Linked DNA regions of Sus scrofa: all the other regions are linked to region 2. Evidence: chromatin contacts called from public HiChIP or PLAC-seq data. All regions are on one chromosome and are shown on one strand. The core of a region is the stretch at or near the end of the contact, and the rest is flanking DNA. Distances in the headings are between cores, read along the strand shown. Region 1 holds the start of HSPA12B (heat shock 70 kDa protein 12B). Region 2 holds the start of AP5S1 (AP-5 complex subunit sigma-1). Region 3 overlaps SIGLEC1 (sialic acid binding Ig like lectin 1).

The links. HiChIP or PLAC-seq counts read pairs in DNA pulled down with a chosen protein or histone mark.
Region 1: a contact with region 2 is called in an H3K27ac HiChIP or PLAC-seq map of skeletal muscle. The contact joins the promoter of HSPA12B here to the promoter of AP5S1 in region 2. A contact is called at or near these places in 2 of 5 promoter capture datasets (both in liver), 19 of 47 Hi-C or Micro-C datasets (alveolar macrophages, blood, embryonic fibroblasts and 9 more) and 2 of 2 datasets of contacts at active chromatin or transcription factors (alveolar macrophages and skeletal muscle).
Region 3: an H3K27ac HiChIP or PLAC-seq map of alveolar macrophages shows a contact between it and region 2. The contact joins the enhancer-like site here to the promoter of AP5S1 in region 2. A contact is called at or near these places in 2 of 5 promoter capture datasets (both in liver), 14 of 47 Hi-C or Micro-C datasets (alveolar macrophages, blood, embryonic fibroblasts and 8 more) and 2 of 2 datasets of contacts at active chromatin or transcription factors (alveolar macrophages and skeletal muscle).

The regions. Positions count from the first base shown.
Region 1 is chr17:31,978,850-31,981,549 of Sscrofa11.1, reverse strand. HSPA12B (heat shock 70 kDa protein 12B) reads left to right here and starts at 1,283. Exons shown (of 13, transcript XM_021077380.1): 1 at 1,283-1,608.
Region 2 is chr17:31,905,561-31,908,260 of Sscrofa11.1, reverse strand. It overlaps AP5S1 (AP-5 complex subunit sigma-1), which reads left to right and starts at 1,428. Exons shown (of 5, transcript XM_021077709.1): 1 at 1,428-1,661.
Region 3 is chr17:32,005,170-32,007,869 of Sscrofa11.1, reverse strand. SIGLEC1 (sialic acid binding Ig like lectin 1) reads right to left here. Exons shown (of 21, transcript NM_214346.1): 6 at 1,468-1,767; 7 at 577-834. Among named protein-coding and RNA genes, the nearest start is that of SIGLEC1, 5.8 kb to the right of the region's middle. Within about 2 kb of position 1,304, at least 1 of the 83 cell types and tissues checked has an H3K27ac peak or open chromatin away from gene starts, as enhancers often do. A contact at or near this core is called in alveolar macrophages, where this site is marked.

The sequences.
Region 1 (2,700 bases), core at 34-2,533, 73 kb before region 2:
TTTTAGAGCCGCACCCGTGACATAAGGAAGTTCCCAGACTAGGGGCCGAATCAGAGCTACTGGCCTACACCACAGCCACAGCAATGCGGGATCCGAGCTGCATTTCTGACCTACAACACAGCTCATGGCAATGCCGGATCTCTGACCAATTGAGTGAGGCAAGGGACCGAACTCACATCCTCATGGATACCAGTCGGGTTTGTTAGCATTGAGCTACAATGAGAATTCCCCGAGCCTCAGCTTTCTCCTCTGCAGAATAGGCATAGAGAGTCCTTTCCCACCACCCAGGGGTGGGGGTGGGGGGGAGGTTGTGGCTGCATAAATGCAGGTAAGATAACCAAATAGGCACCAGCACAGCATGAGGTGCAGTCAGTGGGGGCTACTGGTGAAAAAAACACCCTCCCCTCCTGAGGCAGGCTGTGGGAACACACACCCTCCCTCTGGGATGTGTGTCTGTGTGTCTGTCTGCTTGCCTTAAGCTCTGGGGTGAAGCAAGCAGCCAGACTTGGGCAGGAGGGAGGGGAGATAGACACTCTCTCCAGGGCTCCTCAGCACCCAGATGCTTAGGTGGAGATGACGTGGCCTCAAGACAAACATCACCCTCTGCCCTAAAGCTGCCAGGTGGTCGCATGTCAGGCCCTGGGGGCAAGAGGAGCCTTGAGTTGTCCAAAGGGTTGTCCTAAAAGCCCCACCTGCGGGTGACCAGGGCTGGGGGCTCTTTGAGCAGATGTAACACCCACAACAGGTTTGCAGGGGGCCCGAGGGAGGAAGGGAGCTGCCCACCGAGCAGGGCAGGGCTGGGGGCTGACCAGGCAGAGCTCTGTTCAGAAGCAGAGAAGGCAAATTGGGCTTAAAGGGCAGCAGATGGGGGCAGGTTATGGCTGGGAAGGGGAGCCTGAGAGGTCAGCAAAGGGCGAGCCACACCTGGGACCACTTGGCTCTTCCAGCCTTGGTAATGGAGGGGCCGTGAGAGGGTGGGGGTGATGAAGTGGTGGAACCAGACGGGCACTTCTGAAAGTCCAGCTGCACAAGCAGATGAATTGGAGGGACAGGGCTGGGAGGGAGGGCTTCCCGGGAGGGGGCGGGGGAGGAGGGTTCTGAGCCAAGGCCAGAGGAGGGAGTGCGGCCTGAAGAGAGACTCCTGAGAGGACTGAGCTTGGCGCTGATGCTGATGCCCTCGCCTCCCCTACCGGGGGCGGAGTGGGGGGGAAGCAGGAAGCCAGTGAGGTCAGTGGGTGGGCCCCCGTGACACTGGAGGGGGGGTGCAAGGGCACAGAGAGGACAGCATAGGGCAGGGGCTCTGCAGGACCCTTGTCCCTGGCCACCTAGGCTCAAATCTTCTGATGGCAGTTGAATCCAACCTCCCAGGGAGGGAGGATTAGGATTCCCTGGGATTGTTCGCTGTCCTTCTCTTGTGTCTGACTGGAAGCTGCCCAAGGGTGGGGCTGTGACGCCTGTGTCAGACAGAGGAGGCCTAGAATTGGGGGGAGGGGGGACAGAGGGCTGCTAAACAGAAGGGTGCCGGGGCTGGGAACCCCCCCGGGCTGGGGACCCCCTCACCCTCGAGTCTTCACTCCTGCTCAAGCCTGCTGCCTGGAGGTCTCAGAGGTGAGCCAGTTTGTGGAGCTGGGGGTGGGGGTGGGTGCAGGAACTCCTGGGGTGGAGGAAAAAGAAAACAGAGCGCTGGTTGTGTTTGATGGGCTGGATCCTTAGCCCCTTCCCCCCACGCTAATGCACAGCCACACTTCAACCCTCTGGCTTTGCTCAGCCTCTGGAATGAGAAGAAAGCCTGCCAGCCCCTATCACACACTTGTCATATACTCACAAACAGACAAATATGACAGACACGCCCACACACAAAGACACATGACACACATATAAAATACATAAGGGAGTTCCCGTTGTGGTGCAGCAGAAACAAATCCGACTAGGAACTGTGACGTTGTGGGTTCGATCCCCAGCCTCGCTCAGTGGGTTAAGGATCCGGCGTTGCTGTGAGCTGTGGTGTAGGTCACAGGTGCAGCTCGGATCTGGCGTGGCTGTGGCTGTGGTGTAGGCCGGAGGCTACAGCTCCGATTAGACCCCTCACCTGGGAATCTCCATGTGCCGCGGTGCTGCCCTCAAAAGACAAAAGACAAAAAAATTTTTTTAATAAAATAAAAAATAAAATACATACAGTCACAGTCACACAGACAGCCCCAAAGTTATACTTACATATGGACACAGATATACATATCTATACAGTCATAGACACACAATGACACACTCACATATATACACACAAACACACCAATACACACACCCATTTGGAGCAGCCATGGAGGCTGCTGATTGGACACCTTGCTGGCACATTAGCAGGGGCTGACATCTGAAAAAATGTTTTTAATTTCTTTTTAGGGCCACACCCATGACATATGGAAGTTCCCAGGCTAGGAGTCTAATCGCCCTTGCCAGCTGCCGGCCTACACCACAGCCACAACAACATCAGATCCCAGCCACATCTGCAACCTAAGCCATAGCTTAGAGCAACACGGGATCCTTAACCTATTTAGTGAGGCCGGGGATCAAACCCTCATCCTCGTGGATACGAGTCAGGTTCTTAACCCGCTGAGCTACAACGGGAACTCCACCAAAACTGTTTAATGCAGCAAACCCCTCACCTCCCACCTCACAGCAGGGAGCCCTCTGGAGCAGAGGCCC
Region 2 (2,700 bases), core at 179-2,678:
GAAATAATATTCTTTGGTATCTGGCTTTTTGCACTCAGCATAATGAATTTGAGATCCATCATGTTTCTTTTAGCAATAATTTGTTCTTGTTCATTGCTGTGTAGTATTTCATTTATATGGATATCTCCCCAAATTGAATTATTCATTCTATTTTGGCTTTTATCTTTTTTTTTCTTAAGGGCCACACCTGCAGCATATGGAAGTTCCCAAGCTAGGGGTTGAATCGAAGCTGTAGCTGGGGGCCTATGCCATAGCCACAACAACACGGGATCTGAGCCATGTCTGTGAACTACACTACTGCTCACAGCAACACTGGATCCTTAACCCACTGAGTGAGGCCAGGGATTGAATCTGCATCCTCATGGATCCTAGTCGGGTTTGTTACCGTTGAGCCACAATGGGAACCCCCTTCTGGCTTTTAAATTTTAAAAAATTAAGGTAGGAATTCCCCTTGTGGTGCAGTGGGTTAAGGATTCAGTGTTGTCACTGTAGTGGTCACTGCTGTGGTACAGTTTTGATCACTAGCCAGGGACTGCCACATGCTATGGGCGTGGCCAAAAAAAATCAAGGTATAACTTATACGCAGTAAAATTCACTCTCTTACATACATAGTTTGGTGGGTTTTGATGAATGCGGTTTGGTGTCTGCCACCACAATTAAAATATAGAACATTTTCATTCTGCCCTCCATGGATTATTTACAACTATTTCAGATTGTGTTGGGACTATGCCAGGAGTGGAACCATTAGGTTGTGGCATGTATATTTTCCACATAGTTCTCCAAAGTTGCTATACCAGCTTACCTTCTCTCACCAGCAGTGTCTGAGACTTTTGTTGCTCCATATTTTCATCAAAATTGATAAATGTTATTTCTTAACTAGAAAATGTGACTGTTTATAGCAAAGAGCTCTCGTAACTATCAAGTGGCTGAACCTACATGCTGTGATGGAGCAGAGCAGAGGTCCCAGCCCATTTTCTGACTCTCCTACACCAAAATACCTGATCTTAGTCTTAGTTTTTTTCTCAAGTTAGATTTTTTTTTTTGCTTTTTAGGGCTGCACCCTCAGCATATGGAGATTCCCAGGCTAGGGGTCCAATCAGAGCTACAGCTGCCGGCCTACACCAGAGCCACAGCAACGGAGGATCCAAGCCAGCTGAGTCTGCAACCTACACCACAGCTCAAGGCAGTGACGGATCCTTAACCCACTGATCGAGGCCGGGGATTGAACCCGCAACCTCATGGTTCCTATTGGATTCGTTTCTGCCGCACCACGATGGGAACTCCCTCAAGTCAGATTCTTAGAAAAGTTTAAGTGACTCTTGGGAGTTAACTAACTGTAAGTCACTGGCTTGAATCTGTCCAGTGACAACAGTTCACAACCATCTAGAAATTTAGATTTCTAAAAAGTCTTTAATCCCCAGAATTGAACACAGAGGCACCCTATTTTCCAGAAGCAATAAAACTGCTGGTGCAGAAATGAAGGATTGTTTATACAAGGAGGTCTATAGCCACATGGAATCTGGAAACAATCAGGAGAGGGAAGTTGAGTAATGGTGGGGGACTTGCTGTGCTGCAGCCTTGAAATTCATGCCTTGAGAGAATGTTGGATGATGTGAAGTTATTCATTCCATTGTTCAAAGAAGACGGTTATGGGACAGAAGGTAAGAAGCATTCCCACCCAACCCACACGGGAGTTTGTGTGGGTGCCAAGCAGTGCTGCTGGGACAGCCTCCGCCCCACCCGGCCCACACCAGCACGCACACCCCTGGAAGGGGCAGTGATGCAGCTGCCAGTCTCTGAGTCAGCGGGGCCTGGGGCAGCGGGAAGGGAAGAGGCCTCACGTGGCTGGGCCTGAGCTGCCTCGTGGGGCCTCCCGGCTCTCAGCCTTGCAGGAAGAGCAGCGTTTGAAAGGACGAATCACACAGTGCCTCGCCTTCCTGGAGCCCAGCCAAGACGTGGAGCCTGGGGCTCCCTGCGGGGAGGGCTCGGGGAGGGGGCGCCTCCTGGGTTGGGATTGGGCATACCTAGGATGGCGTCCATCCAGCCACGTGGGAAGGAAGCTCCCAAGGTTGGATTAGAGTGGGTAAACTAGGCTGGGGTTATGGCTTCTGGGAGCTGGGGGTGGGGGCTGGCGCAGTCTCTGGTGACTCTGAGGGGATGGGGGTGGGGGGAGCATGGAGAAGGGGGTACAAAAGGAAGGGGATGAAACAGGCTGAAATTTAAGGACCTGCACCCCTCCCTCAGCACATGCGTAACATCAGGAAAATTACTTGATCTCAGTGCCTCAACTTCCTCATCTGAAAAATGGGGATAGTGAAGCCACTCCTTCAAAGGCTATTGATTGGAGCAAATGAATTGGTGTATATAAATCACAAAGAACAGGGCCTGCTTCACATCAAGGGTTATCCAAGTCTGCTGTGGCTGTTATTACTTAGAACCAATGAGGGGATTACAAGACCACACAGGTGAAAAGGATAAACCTGAAAACATTAAAAGAAAGGAGCCAACCTGAGGGTTTGGGCCCTTTCTGCACATGGACATGCCCTTGGGTGACAGGTTACAAGGAAAAAGCCCAGTTGCTGTGTGTAGGAGACAGGAGGCCTACTGCACCAGAGTTAGCAGTTTGGAGGCTGTGGATGGGGGTTGGTGGAGACAGAGGAGGAAGCTGATTGGTGGTCCACATAGGGCAAGCCTGAGGGT
Region 3 (2,700 bases), core at 55-2,554, 100 kb before region 2:
GCTGCAGCTTATGGGGTGTGGGCATAAATATAGGAGTATGATGTCCCAGGCCCAGCTTAGGAGGACAAAGCTTGGACCTGGTGCCCATGATGGGCTTGAGGCTAGAGGCAGGGCCCTGATGGGACTGGGATGGGGAAATGGGATGCAGAGAGGAAGAGAAAGCCTCTTGTTCTCCAAATTTCAGCTCTGGGAGTTCCCACCATGGCACAGTGGAAATAAATCCGACTAGGAACCACGAGGTTGTGTGTTCAACCCGTGGCCTCACTCAGTGGGTTAAGAATCCGGCGTTGCCATGAGCTGTGGTATAAGTCAAAGACGTGGCTAGGATCTGGTGTGGCTGTGGTGTAGACCGGCGGCAGCATCTCCAATTTACCCCTAGCCTGGGAACCTCCACATGCCTCGGGTGTAGCCCTCAAAAAAAAGCAAAACAAAACAAAACAAAACAAATTTCAGCTCTGGGTGGCCTGGGCTGCCTTCCTTATCAAGACTCCCAGACAGGGCAGAGTCAGGAGGGCCTGGAGGAGGTGGGAGCTGACCCTCCCCCTAGCAGGCACGGCTGGCAGGCCGGCTACTCACAGAGCACGGTGAGAACAGCAGGTGAGGAGGGCCCACTGGCGCTGTGGCTGCTCTGGGCCCGGCAGTGGTATGAGCCGGCATCTGTGCTGGAGGCTGCTGGGAGCAGGAGGCTGCTGCTGGGCCCCTCGAGAAGCAGGGCCCCGTTCCGGTACCAGGAAAAACGGGTGTCAGGCATCAGGCTCAGGCTGCTCCTGCAGCTCAGTGTCACCGCCTGCCCTTCCACCACCTCTGCTGCTGGGCTGATGAGGAGGCGGGCTGCTGGCAGGAGAGGGAGAGAGGGAGGCTCAGCTCCCCCACACATCCGCGGTTCCATGCCCCCCACTGCAGGAAGCCCGCCAGGGTTCCCCTCTCCCCATACAATTGTAGGGAGGTCTGAGCTTCATTACATCAGCTCTGCGAATCTCTCAATGATCAGGAGAGTTTGGCTTTGAATGCCCATTTGGATCTAATTGGTCGTAGCTGGCTGCAGCATGATTGAGAAGGATTCTGAGCCCAATCCCAGGCTTATGTTAAAAACCTGGCTTGATTGATTAGCTCTGCCTGTCTCAGAAGGAGGGAAGAGCAGCATATGCACCAAGAACTAGAAGACCCCAGCACAGAGTCTGCCCCCAAATGTTCAATAATTTAAAGACAAATAAATGCATATCGAGGAACCCTCCAAGTTCAGAGTCAGAATGGGTAAAAAAGGAATAATGCAATCGACCATGTTCCCCTTTTTGCCTTGACTTCTAGGAACCTCTGAGCCTGGGATGACGGTACAGCTCAGATTTTTGATATTCCTTTTTTCTAGACAGCTAGTTCAGGCCCTTGGTTGAGGTCTCTGGACTCCCAGGAGGAGGGGGCAGAACAAACCTGAGGCTCCCTCCACTAGCCCTGCTGTGGCCGTCTTACCATTGGCATGGAAGTCCAGGGTGGAGGACGCATTCCCAAGAGAACTGCTGGCTGAGCACATGTATTCCCCACTGTCTGTTGGCCCCAGGTCTTGAATCTCCAGGCGCAGGGAGTTGGGGGCAGAGGCGACACTGAAGCGTGGGCTGTGGTCACCCTCCCCGGAGGTAGAGGCCAAGATGAGGCCCCCGTGTGACAACACCAGAGTAGCTGGGGGCTCGCTGACCACAGAGCATTGGAGGATGCCCACCAGCCCCGCCTGTGTCTCCAGGAAGGCAGTTAGGTCCGGGGTGAGGGGTGGGTCTGCGTGGGGATGAAGGAAGGCCTGTCACTCTCAACAGGGGCACTCCTGGATCTCCCTTTATAGCCTATGACCCCTGCACCCATTTTTGTCCCATAATGCCCTGGGAAAGGGGGCACCCCAATGGCTCCTGAGTGCCTGTCCCTGAACTGGGTAAATTGCCCTGCCATCCTACTCAATCCTTGTGGCAACCCTGAGAATGGGGCTCCAGGGACCCATTTTAAAGACGGGAAAACTAGAGTTCCTGTCGTGGCTCAGCAGAAACGAATCTGACTAGTACCCATGAGGACACAGGTTCAGTTCCTGGCCTTGCTCAGTGGGTTAAGGATCTGGTGTTGCTGTGAGCTGTGGTGTAGGCTGCAGATCCAACTCGGATCTGGCATTGCTGTGGCTGTGGCATAGGCCAGTGGCTATAGCTCTAATTCGACCCCTAGCCTGGGAACCTCCATATGCCGCAGGTGCGGCCCTAAAAACATAAAATGAAATAAAAATAAAGACGGGAAATCTAACAAAGAAACCAGCCAGCGGCCAGCACTGCAGCAAATGATCAAAGTGAATGCTCCCAGCAATGGGACAAACAGACCCCACGTGCCTCCTGTTGTGATGCAGGGGGAGACAGACACAGCATCACAGCCACGATGTCCCTGCTCACGTGCATAGCCTCAGTCTGCCCCACTCAGATCAACGCACACTGAGGACAGCACAGAGCAACAGGCCTGTGATCTTTGGGATTCAATGTCAAGGAAAACAAGGAGAGACTTAGGAGCTGTCCCAGACTGAGGGAGGATAAAGACACTCGACAACTGAATGCAAGGCAGGATCCCAGACCAAATCCTGGAGCAGAAAAATAATTGCCATAAAGGACATTGTTGGGCCACCTGGTAAAATTTAAATGTGGGTTGTGGATTGGATAAGAGTCTTATATCAATGGTATC